2 separate regions of the Mus musculus genome follow, and region 1 is linked to region 2. Evidence: chromatin contacts called from public Hi-C data. All regions are on one chromosome and are shown on one strand. The core of a region is the stretch at or near the end of the contact, and the rest is flanking DNA. Distances in the headings are between cores, read along the strand shown.

Evidence for each region. A called contact is a pair of places that touch in the nucleus more often than the background predicts.
Region 1: a contact with region 2 is called in a Hi-C map of the G1E-ER4 cell line, with 3 times the contacts expected there. The contact joins two enhancer-like sites. A contact is called at or near these places in 1 of 15 datasets of contacts at CTCF or cohesin (the NIH/3T3 cell line) and 1 of 484 Hi-C or Micro-C datasets (the G1E-ER4 cell line).

The regions. Positions count from the first base shown.
Region 1 is chr15:53,196,669-53,202,772 of GRCm38.p6, reverse strand. All of the region lies in intron 1 of Ext1 (exostosin glycosyltransferase 1), which reads left to right. Among named protein-coding and RNA genes, the nearest start is that of Ext1, 150 kb to the left of the region's middle. Within about 2 kb of position 2,607, at least 19 of the 459 cell types and tissues checked have an H3K27ac peak or open chromatin away from gene starts, as enhancers often do. A contact at or near this core is called in the G1E-ER4 cell line, where this site is marked.
Region 2 is chr15:52,894,756-52,900,936 of GRCm38.p6, reverse strand. All of the region lies in intron 3 of Gm41323 (a long non-coding RNA gene), which reads left to right. Among named protein-coding and RNA genes, the nearest start is that of Gm41323, 36 kb to the left of the region's middle. Within about 2 kb of position 1,341, at least 17 of the 459 cell types and tissues checked have an H3K27ac peak or open chromatin away from gene starts, as enhancers often do. A contact at or near this core is called in the G1E-ER4 cell line, where this site is marked.

The DNA.
Region 1 (6,104 bases), core at 1,358-3,857, 300 kb before region 2:
TTATCATGAAAATCTAGTGACTGAATGGTATAAAGACAGGGCCAGGCCCCAGAATAAGCATTCAGTAAATGGCAGGTCCTGCTGTGAGATTGAAAGTCTTATATTCCATCAGTTTTATATATAAAAAAATTAAATTGAACAGCTGCAAGAATGATTCATAATTCACTGTAATCAAACCTGGGGCAAAGGTGGCTGGCATTCACTGCTGATAAGTTGGGCCTGGTCATCTGGCACCCTGAACCATATGCACTTGAAACTTTCGGATGACCCAGTCACCAGGAGTGTGGTCAGGGAGATAAGAGATAGGTAGGGTGGAGGAAGCAGAGTAATTAAGAGCTCACATAGGGCTCTGTTAAGACTGTAGTCCGTGAGGTTTAGAGTCCAGCAGAAGAACACTCACAGTTGTGCATCCTGGCAACTTTCCTCTGCCACCCGGGGGTCAGCGTTTGGTGGGGGGGGTGGTTGTTGTCTGTTCTTACTGCAGGAAAGCAATGTACCACAACTCTGGCTACAAGGAAAGAGGCTGAAGTTGTGTCTGAAGTGTGTGTCTATGTGCATACATTAATGGCTAAGCATCCAACTAGGTGAGAGTCTAACAAAGATGATAGTCTGCACATCCCCGGAAGCCCTGAGAAACCAAACATAGATTATTATTTGGGACACAGTGTAGAAAGTGGGTGAAGAGTAGAAAGGTGAAGTAATTAAGATAATTAGCACATATAGCCTTGCCAGTAGTGAAACATAGTAAGTATTTGGTTTTCTTTTCTTTCTTTTCTCTTCTTTTTCCTTCTTTTTTTTTTTTTTTTGATTGTATTGTTCAGATTTTGCTAAATATGGCTTGCACTATGTCAGCCAATGAGTAACTTTATAAAATGGATGACGCGCTTCAGTACAAATGTCTGTTTTCTGTTTTTATATCACTTAAGATAATGAAGAGCTGAGGAGAACAGGAGCATAGAGGCTTGATTAAGAGTTGGAGAGGTGGGGTGGTCAGGTGTGGCTGAGGATGGAAGCCAGGGGCTCAGACATACTGAACAACTACTCTCCTGTGAGCTAAATTTTCATCCCTTTTGATTTTATCATTTATATATTATCTTCTTTTGGAGGTCAGAGTCTCCGGTGTCCAAGGCAAATACTAAACTCATTATGAGATGACAGTGAACCTCTGGAATGCTGGATTATAGGTGCACACTACCATGTCTGGTTTTATGTAATGCTGGAGCGCAAACTCTGGCATTGGTGCATACGAGTCATGCATTCTGCTAACTGAGCCATGTCCCTGGTATCTTTGTTCATTGGTTTGTTTTTATTTTGACATAGGATCTTACCCAGTTGCCCAGCATGCTTTGAACAAGAGCATCATGGCTCACTGCCTAGAATTTTAGATACCTATGTCCAGGCCTGGCCTTTAGCATCCTCCTCTTTTTTGTCTCTTTAATGTGGACCGTCCTAAAGGTATTATTAAAACACTGCCTCTGTTCCCACTTTCTGATTTTCCTGAGGGATGTGACTCCAAATAATATTGGGTTTTCCATCTAAGAGCCTGGCCTTTGTGTTTTGTTACTATTATTCTCATATTCATAGAGTGTACTCCTACCTAAATTAGGCCTAGTATGCCTTTCCCTAAATACAGACTGTTAGATTGTTTTAAATTGGATGGAAACACACATTTTGGGGGTTGGTGATATAGCTTAATGACAGAGCTTTTTTTGTTTGTTTGTTTTGTTTTGTTTTTCTTAATAATGCACAAGCCACTGGGATCCAGACAACATGACCAAAATTCCACATACTTCCTTTTAATAAATTTTCTTTTTGTGGATACATATAAATGTTGTATGGTGGGCTGTTTTCCTCCCAGCCCCAAGCAACCTGATTAGTGACTAAGACTGAAAATTTACTTATAAATACTTAGGCCATATAGCTAGGCTCATTCACTGACTAGCTAATAATTTAACATAATCTACTTACATTAATCTACATTCTGCCATGTTACTGGTCACCTCTGCGCCGGCACCACGTGTCTGTCCTCATGTTTTCCCTGGCTACTCTTCCCATGTCCAACTCTATCCTAGAATTCTTTCTGCATACCTGATGTCCTACCTTCTAGTTTAAATTTTCCTATAAGCTATAGATTTTTTTTTTAATTGACAGGTGATGCACCCATTCAATACACAAGATACTCTTTCTACATATAAAAAGCAGCAAACATCCTTGTCCTAAGCTTATAGAGAAAGGACCAGGCCTAGCCAAATGATAGTACCTGGAGCAATCCAGGTAGCTGACCTGCAGCAGTGTGCACAAGTCATGGTCCCACTGCAGCAACATTCTAGCACACCAGGGCTTAGACTCTTTCCAGACCCAAATTTCATTTCAGCCCAGCTCTTCCCCAGTGTGTTCCCACCCGACTCTTAGGTTAAGCTGTTGTAAAGCCTCAAAAGGACAATTCAGGGCCCATCAAGAGCTGGGCCCAAGACAGGTTTCTTCCTGTCCTTCCTCCTTACCTTCAGTTTTGTCCTCATATTTTGACACAGCAGAGACTCATTGTTGCAGGCGCTTAAATAAATAGGAGTTGGACTCAGCCCGTTTCCAGGAAAAATGAGAACAGCAGGTGTTATCTGATGTAATTAAAGTGTGTTGAACCCTGAACAAAGTACTCAGTGTAAATCTCTGTTAGTCCCTTACAATGAGCCAGCTTAGAATCCGTTCTATGAATTACCTGCTGGTCGGAAGGTCTGTGGCCTTTGGGAGGACGTGTTGTAAATTTTATAGCAAGCCTACTAGGAAGCTCCTTGTCAATAAGTTTAGAAGGATACTTCAAGGCTCTTTAATCTCCGTTGTCAGCCCAGTTATCTTGTCTACACATGGGCATAACTTCCTTCTCCACTTGAATTAATGTTGGACTTTTATAAAGAGACATTTTAAACTCTGAGTGCAGTTTCTCAGATGAGCTGATCTACAAAATGAGCGGTTCTTCTGCCTCTTCTTTTCCCAATGTCCATTTAGAAAGTTATGGTAAATGAAAAATCCCTTGAGCTCGGGTGTTTCCTGTCATAGTCTCGCTTAGGCATGAAAAATGCTTTATTCTTACTTCATTTTGTATTTTTCACAAATGATTCATAATCACACCTAAATGAGTAAGTTTGCAATGTTTACTTATTTTTCCTGCCTAAATTGCACATATAGACACATTGCTGATAGAGAATTACTCAGATATTATAAATAATGTCAGCTAATTCTTTAGTCCACTGTGATTTTTCTCACGTTTCCAGACGTTTCAAAAGCCTTTATTGTGTAGGCTTATGATGGACTTATTGATTGACTGCAAACAGACATTGGGTATTCAACCTAAATGCTATTTTGCCAGCTTCAACTGCCCTTTGCAGCGCGTTCTTCTTTCTCTAAAGGTGATCTCAAAGCAAGTTGCTACTGCTCTTAAGATAATAAAGACTAGGAGCGGGGGGAATGTGTGGAATCGGGTGGTTCTACAGATGCCAAGGAGACTTTAAGATGTTTGTCTCTCAAGGACAAGTTAACCTCACTCTTTCTTTTAAAGAACAAAATCGTTTTCTTTTTGTGAAGCAGAGTATTTTCTAATTTGTGAGCTTTGGAAAAAGGAAGAGGGAGGAAGCAGAGAGAGCGAGAGAGAGAGAGAGAGAGAGAGAGAGACAGAGACTGACAGACAGACAGACAGACAGAGACAGAGAGAGTCAGAGACAGAGACATTGGAAGAAGTCACAGGGCAACTTTTCGCCTTTACATGGGTTCTTGGGACTGAAAGCAAATTGTCAGGCTTGTGCAGCAAGCCCCTTTACCAACTGAGCCATCTCATTGGCCCCTGATTAACCTACTTCTTAAATTTTCATTCAGCAAAAAAAATAACATGAGATCACTAGATAACATTTAAATTCTAGGCCTATCTGCCCTGCTCGGTTCCAAGTTGGAGTGGAGTTGTCTTCCACTGGGGAATAATTTGTCTCCATTAATTGAGGACAAATGTGCATGCGTGTTTTAATTACACAGTAAATTAGGAGAATTTAAGATGCAAGAATTCAAAACCAACACCTCAAAAAATAGAAGTAGAAAAGCAGGAGAACTATCTCAGCAGAAGAATCAAGCAGGTGTCTCCAGATAAAGAAAGGGGGAAAACAACAAGGCAAAGACAAATGACTAGATTTTGCTAAACATCCTTTCAAGTAGAATGACTCTGATGTATGGCTGAAATCCTTGTAGGCTGTATGTGACAATGGGGATGGCTGTATGCCACACTCAGGGCATTACTCTTGTGTGCTTGGCTGCAGCCAGTAGCTAACTAAGACGTTAGTGGCCAATATAGAGTAAGGATTTCCTGTGTGGACCCAAACTTCACAAACTTCCATAGCATGGGTCCCCTTTGGCTCTATGCACTTTATCATCTGTGCAAAGTTTGTATGTTGTAAAGTTTTTGTGAGGGAAGGCTCCAGAATGTTCCTTATGCTTTAAAGCATCCATTCTCCTAAGTGTAGCACTTTAAGGCTGCTATTTGAGTAACAACAAGGACATTGGTTGACTTTGTTCTTTGTCATGTAGATGTAACCAGAGATACCCTTCCCCAAATGGCTATTGCTCTTTCCTTATAAGACAAGAACATTCAGACTTAATTGTGTTTTCTCCTACTTCACTGAGGATGGCATAATAATAAAGTCTTTATTCAGATATGGAGTCTTCTGGGCTGGTAAGATGCTCTGAGGATAAAGGCAAATGTCTGTAAGCCTGGGGACCTGGATTTGATCTCTGAGACTCACATGGTGGAAGGAGAGAACCAGTGCCCACCAATTGCCCCTTTATCTTCACAAGTGCAATGTGCTTTGGTGAGCACATAAATTTATATCACAAACACACGTTCATACCACACACAAGAACATACCATATCCACATCCACACCGTACACATACATACATATATACACATCCCACAATAAAAAGATACATAAAGAAATGCAATAAAAAGACAGTGCTTTCTGGCATGTTCAACCTTTTCCTAAGCCAGTCTATCCTTCTCTAGCCATATACATATTTAGGTTTCTCTTAAAAATTGCCCTGGATCTATGAGTGCTTAAGTAAGCTACTTTAAATCTCTTTTGGAAGAAATTTAGTTATAAATAAATTGCATACCTCTCCACATTGTAAAACCTGGAAGACTGGTTACAGGGGAAGGGTGCTGGATATTCACTCAACTATGATTGGGGGCAGGAATGGAGCCCTGGATTTTGCTTTTGCTGATGGAAAGAAGGCCTGGGAGCTGGGTCATAGGGCCTCTGGCCGATCTCCAAGGGGAAGCTAAGATAATCTCTACCTTTCAAGTACTACGTGAAGCTAATTTCTCAGGTACAATTACTTATAGTCTGCCATGGGGTTGCTTATCTTGTATACCCCATTAGACTTTGAGCCCCTGAGGACGGAAAGCCATCACTACCCTGTATGTTTATCATTTGGTTTGAATGTTTTCCCTAGAGTAGGCAGAAATGAGAATCAAGCTAATGATTGAGACACAAGTTGGGTGACTTTTGGCTCTCACGTGGATCACCATAAGGTCATTCTCAGTATTAAGACTGTCTTAAGTGTTGTGGAACTGTTTGGGGTGAAAGGACCATTAGCTTTGAGAAAGCTCCAAAACTTAGTGACGACTGGTATTTTTCCAGTGCAGATTTGCTGTCCTAGCTCTTAAGAGATTGAACGATTCATCTTAAATAGAAGTGATCTAGTTGATTCCTAAAATTTATAGGATGTAGTTTATGTTTTTTCATATAAATATTATATCAACAGAGATTAATTTTTTTTTAAAAGCAAGGTGACTCTGGATGAAGGTCAAGTGTATAAGCCCTGAGCAGACTTTAGGCCGTGATTGGAACTAGAGGCTACCCTTCCATTGTAACTGGGGTGCAAGCATCCATCCCCATGGTCCTGGCTTCTTCACGGATATAGATTCTACATTTCTGTCACGACTGCTCCTTTCCTTTTCTTCAGTCTTAGGTAGAACTGATAGCACGCTATGGCCCCATTTAACAAGACAAAACAGGTCTGGGTCTCAGGCTCCTGAGGAATTTTGTAATGATTCCTAGCTAAGGT
Region 2 (6,181 bases), core at 92-2,591:
ATGAAATAAATTGTGTCCCCTAAGTTTATTTTTCTTTTGAGGTGCTAACCTCCAGTGTGACTTATCTTCTTAAAGATACATTTCTATGGAAGTAATTAAGTTTAAATTAGGACAAAGAGGCCAGGTTTTAATAAGATAGAAAATGTGACTTTATGAAATAAGAAATGGATAAGCAGATTCTCACTCTTTTTGAGCACACAGAGAAGGGCCAGGTAAGGACAGAGAAAGAATGTTCCAGCAGAAGCAAACCCTCATAGAACCTTGGCATTAAATTAATGTTTGGAAACCCAGAGCTCAGAGAATATAAATTTTGACTGATCCACTCAGTCTGTGGTATTCTATGATGGCAACCAAAGCAAAGTAATAAATATATCCAAACAAGCAAACATTTGAGCAGTGTCTCAATCTTCTTATAGTTTCACTCATTTATTTTCTATGACTTTTTCCTGTAATTTTCTACCATGCTGGTAGAGAAACCACTTATTCTTGTCAGAACAAGAAATTCACACTTCTTGGTATAAAACGCAGTGTTTCTGTACTGACTTACTATACATTCCCAAGATGGGAGCTGGGTGAAAGGGGAACTCATAGTTAGGATACATATGAGGTTATGGGGTCCATCTGGTCTTTTCATGGATCACACACTGTCATTACTGTTGAGTCCTGTCTACAGCAGGGGATTTTACTTGCACATTATATTGGGACCAGGCAATGTCTCTGTGGTGGATTTGAGTCTTGCTGTGGCCATCCCCAGGGCTTCTCGTCTTTGAGGATGGCTTTGTCTTTTTCCAATTACATGGCTTGTAGACACATTAAAACCTCCCCCTGATCATAGGAAATGGGGCAAAGAATGGTGGGGGAGAACAGTATCTCTGGTCCTCCCAGCTGGGATTTTCCATTCTGCCTCAATGGCAGCTTATCTTTGCTGTCATATTAAACCACATCCTCTCTATAGGTTGTCAGCTGCCTGCTTTTTTACCCACATAACCATGCCTATATTCCCCAGCGCTTACCTTAAGGGGCAAGGAAAATAGGTTCACTTGTCTGCTTTCCAGACTGTGCCCAAACGAATTCTAATAACAGAAAGAGTCTTTCAGTTCAGTTCTTGTCTTTTCTCACTATAAAGGTAAGGAAACTGGACTTAAAATAAAATAAACACCTGGCAAAATGGTCCATAGACACTTGAGTTTAGCCTATGGACCCACAAAATGAGTCTGTGTTTTACAGCTCAAAGCCATGCAATGATTCATTTGATCTAGGCTGTTCTCACTTTACCCTGAAGTATCGAATGCCTCAAGAGTGACAGGAAACAAGCTGTAATTAAGGGTGGAAAAGACAGCCATGGATGACCTATTTTCAAAGATACTTTGTTACACTTGTGTTTAGTCAACCTTTCCTCCCGCCCACTCCTCTCAATGCGCCTATCTGTCTCGGTATTCATATTTCCTAGCAAAGGAACTGAGTTCTCTCTAGATTCTGTTTGTTCTTCCTTTCTTTATACATTTATTCAAGGTATCTTAATATTATACACTCTAACTCTCCCCTCCAACTCCCCTCAGGATTCCTCCCATTACACTTCCCTTCCAACTTCATATCTTCCAATTTCATTTTATTTTGTATTTAACCCACTGTGTCCGGTTTATCATTGCTCACATGCATATGGGTGTGAGATGACCATTCACTGGGATGTGTGGAGCCTAGAGAAGACCACGCCTTCATGGAGGAGTGACTCTTCCTTCCCCACCAGCCATTGACTGCTCTGCCATTTACTTCTCAGCTACAATGGAGGTCCTAGGCACTCCTTCCCATACATTCAGGAGTTTTAAAGTAGTTTGAACTTATTCAGGTCTTGTGCAGGCATGCACAGTTAATGTGACTTCTTATGTACAAAAGTTCTGTTGTGTAGTGTGTCCTAATTTCCTTTGGTCCACTATTTCTTCAAATTCTCTTTCCTCCCCATGGTATAGCTGTCTACATGCAGTTCTAAGCATCACCTACCCCCCTCCACCAACACATACTTTTCAAGGGAGGACTTACTTAGTCTTTGACAGAATAAATGCCAAGAAATGATGTTAGAGTTGCTTCTTGTAATCATATTTTCTGCACCTGGTAATGTCTGCACATCATTTTTGGACAGATAAAGATATTGAACCTCCAAGTCTTCAGTTGTGATTAGCCTTAGAATCTCTTCCTCACTGCATGGGATCACTAGAGGGATTGTGCAGAGAAATCCTATTACTGGCTTAATCCCATGTCCAATAGTGCAGAGGATGTAGGGAGTACCAGTGATCAAGGAGGAGGTCTGCATGTGAGTGACAGGTCTCCCCCAGCATCTCTGCCTTCTAGTGCCACATCAATTATAAAGTAGTAGAGCATTCTCCAGAGTTTCAAAGAAGCCAACAGCATAGCAGGAGGGACTGATGGTGAAGAAGGGTCTTAGTTGGAGCAAAGAAGGCACAGAAATCTAGGACCTTTGGATAAGAGGCATTGGATACCAGCAGGAAATCACAAAGATGGACAGAGCCACATAGGATAAACTGTGTTTACTGGGAACAACCTTAAAAGAGCAGATAAGACAGAGGCCAGTGGCCAAAGGCCAAGCAGATTAAGGTGGCTTGGCTGCAAACCAGCAAGGGTTGGAAGCTAGGGCATTACATGAAATTCCTCTCTCTTGGCTTGTTTGCCTGTTGTCGATGGTGAGGCTTAGCAGCAGAAAGATTAGAGATAAAGCATACTCTGTAAAAAGTGTCTACAGAGGAAAGTTAAGAAAGGATGAGAGAATAATACTTTGGTATTAATAATGGTTTTCATAAGAATCACTGAAAACAAATTGAATGTGCTTCAATGTGATAAAATTACCTTCTGCTATGGGTTGATTAGAAGCTTACACACGTGAATTCACTTACAAAAAATTAACTTACTATTTAAAAATAAATCTCATTTCATATGTGTTTAATATTTAAATCAATGCTATGCAGAACCTAGGTTCAGAGAGTTGAAATAATTTGCCCAAGGTTACAGTTAATAATAAGTGGGACCACAGTTTGAGATATTAATGTATTTGATGATGATGATTAAAGTAGAATTCTAACTTCCATGTCCAAGTGTCATTTTGCTCTCTTTGTGTGCTTGTGTGTTTATGGTGTATGTTTGTATGTGGGGTATACATGAACATGTGTGTGCGTTCATTAGGGAGGTCAAAGTTGATATGAGGAATCTTCCTAGATTACTCTTCAGCTTGTTCATTCATTCTGGAGCTCTCAATTGAACCCAAAACATGTTCCTCATATTACCCCAGGGATGCCCTCTCTCTATCTTCTGAGTGTTGGGATTTCAGGTTAGCTGTCCCACCCATCCAGAATTTATGAGAGTTTTCCTGGCCCAAACCTGTTCCTTATATTGAAGTGCAAGGGCTTTATTTACTGATCCATCTTCCTAGCACTTTAAGTTTCATGCTTATTTTATGAATAGTTTTCCTCCTCTGTGCTGTTTTTTAACTCATAGGAGATGTGGCTTAAGCAAGAAGAGTTATAACTGTATTCTATTGTAAATGTTATTTTTTTCCCTGGTCTGATTCTGCAATTTCTTTGATATTGGTCACTTTATTTGGTCCTTCATGCTAATCTTTTTTTACCCTTCCACTTCACCTCAGGACTGATGATTGCTTCTTCTCAGTATTTCCTTTGCCAGTTAACTAGCTATGTGGTCGTCAGGATACTAGTTACATCCTCTTGAACAATCTAACCTGGCATTTTCCCATGCTCAGAAGGATGAGCGCGACGCCAGCATTGTTACGAGATGTTGGAGACTACAAATTAAGAGTTCATTGTGTCTGAGAGGTCCAGAATCGGGCTTAAGATGAATGAACTCATCATCTTCCAGGGAAGTAAATCTACTTGGCGAGTTTCCATTAAAATAGATTTTGAAAATGTCAGATGGAACTAAAGCATTTAAGACATATGGTGCATTAACTAAATGTTTAAACATTTGCCTTTAGCTGCACGAACATATCATTGATGAGACGAGTTCAGTGAGCTATGCTGAACATCTTTTGCAGAATCACCGTCCAGTAGAGAGCTCTATTTCTCCAAACGTTGTAATAGAAACCATCCCCAGATGCTTACAACAGACACCAAATATGTGTTATAATTTCACCGCTGAATGAAAATGCACATAAAAATGAGAGGTGTAAATGAGAAAATGTGTCCGTAATCACAGTCATTACCTTTTATTTGAAATAGGCTTTACAGGAGAAGGGCGCAGACAACAGTATCATGAGGCAGGAAGCAGTTGCTGGGTGCCAACCCCCTTCGTACTGTTTCTCAGAACCCCCTTCATACTTTAATACGTGATCAGTAAACAAACAGCATGTGGAAGTGTTATCCTCACCCTGAGTTCTTCGGAGACATTATTAATCAATTACAACCCCCTTTTTATCCTGCTGAACTTGGCCTGGAAATTTTTTCTCCACCCAGCACTCCAGGATACCACTCTGCCAGTTGATTCAACTTGGAACTTTGAAAGACATCTCAACTACAATTCAAGACATGGAATATTGGTGGACTATTGGGAGGTTCCTATGTCTGGCCTCCATAAGAGATAGGATCCTTGTGTGTGCAAGGCCATTTAGCATACTGATGGGATTAATTCCTTATTGGGATGAGTTTGTGGCTCCTTAGGTCTGAGGAATGAAGGACTTGGATAAGTCTCTACATATGCAATTACTCCCCCTCCTGTTTCTCAGGAAGACAGACTGGGTTCTTCTATACCTCTATTCTTTTGTTTTTGTATCTGAGATTCATAATTTCCATGAGAATTCTGAGGATTCCAGATCTGTTTGAAATAGAATGAATCGTGAACTACCAGAGCCCTTGTTATGGAGACAACCACTAAGATTACAGGAATAACCAAGAACTTCCTTAAGTAATGGTAGGTATAGACACTTGCATTCAGTCAACCTTATGGACCTTTCTAGTCCCCAAGTAGGTTGTAAATAACAGTAGCTCTTAGGCAACTGAGAAGGCGCTTAGCACCAATGGCATGCAACTTTCAGTCTTCACAAAAATTTCCCTCCTAAATATATCATTCCTATTTAAAGATGATGAAAGTAAGGCCTATTGTGTTAGAGAACTTGTCTAACATGAGGGCCAGAGTTGTGACAGAAGCATCAACTAAATTATAGAGGATAATAATAATAATAATAATAATTATTACTATTATTATTTTAATTTGCTGGTGAAGAAAAGCTTATATCATGGGTGAGGAAATAGTAACACACACATCAAGGCACTCCAAGAGAAACACTCTTCAAAGCCAATCAGGAAGCCAAATCCTGATTTGCTTTTTGAGGGTTGGGTTTTTAAGAGTCTTTGAGACTTCCCTTTCCCCTCATTTATGATTGGCTACTTTGAACAAAGACAGAGAGGCTGATAAGTCCATGACTTTGGGATAAGCATGTCCTGATCTAACCTTAAATTTGTTGGCCTAGTGTACAAACAGAAGAAAAAGCCAACTAGATCTTTAGGCCTTTGTTTTGGTCAAGAGTATAAGGGAGAAATTCGAAATTTTGCATCTTTATTATCTACTTGTGGCTCCTCTTCCTGTTTGTCTGTTTATCAGAGACCTGTATAGTGCCTAGTCACTCACTCTTCTTCCCAGTGGTCAAACTGCTGTTAGGCATTTTGGGGACCACCACAATCTAACCTCTTATAGTTGGCAAAAAATGGCTGATAGAGGCAAAGTTGTTAGAGGGACTTAGAACAAGGTAGGTAGAAGAAGCGAGGAAAATACGTGACAGATGGCAAGGATCCAGAACACAGGATTGAAGACAGTATCCATCCTTGTAGCGTGCTGTATGAATGAGGTAGCATCTGTAGTTCACAGAAAGGGAGAGTAATTAGCATTTCTACCATCACTAATTAAGAAAATAGTTATCTAAAATGGTTTAATGGAAGTATGATTTACAGAAGTGAGTGTAGAATAAGTAGACCAGACATGGAAAACCCCATATCCTCTACAGTGATCAGAATCCAGTCCTGAACACAGTCATAGAAAGCAAATCCTATGGCTTAGTCAGTCATTAATGGGAGGAGAGGCCCTAGATCCTGTGAAGACTCTATGCCCCAGAATAGGGGAATTCCAGGACCAGGAATGGGAGTTGGTGTGTTGGGGAGCAGGAGGA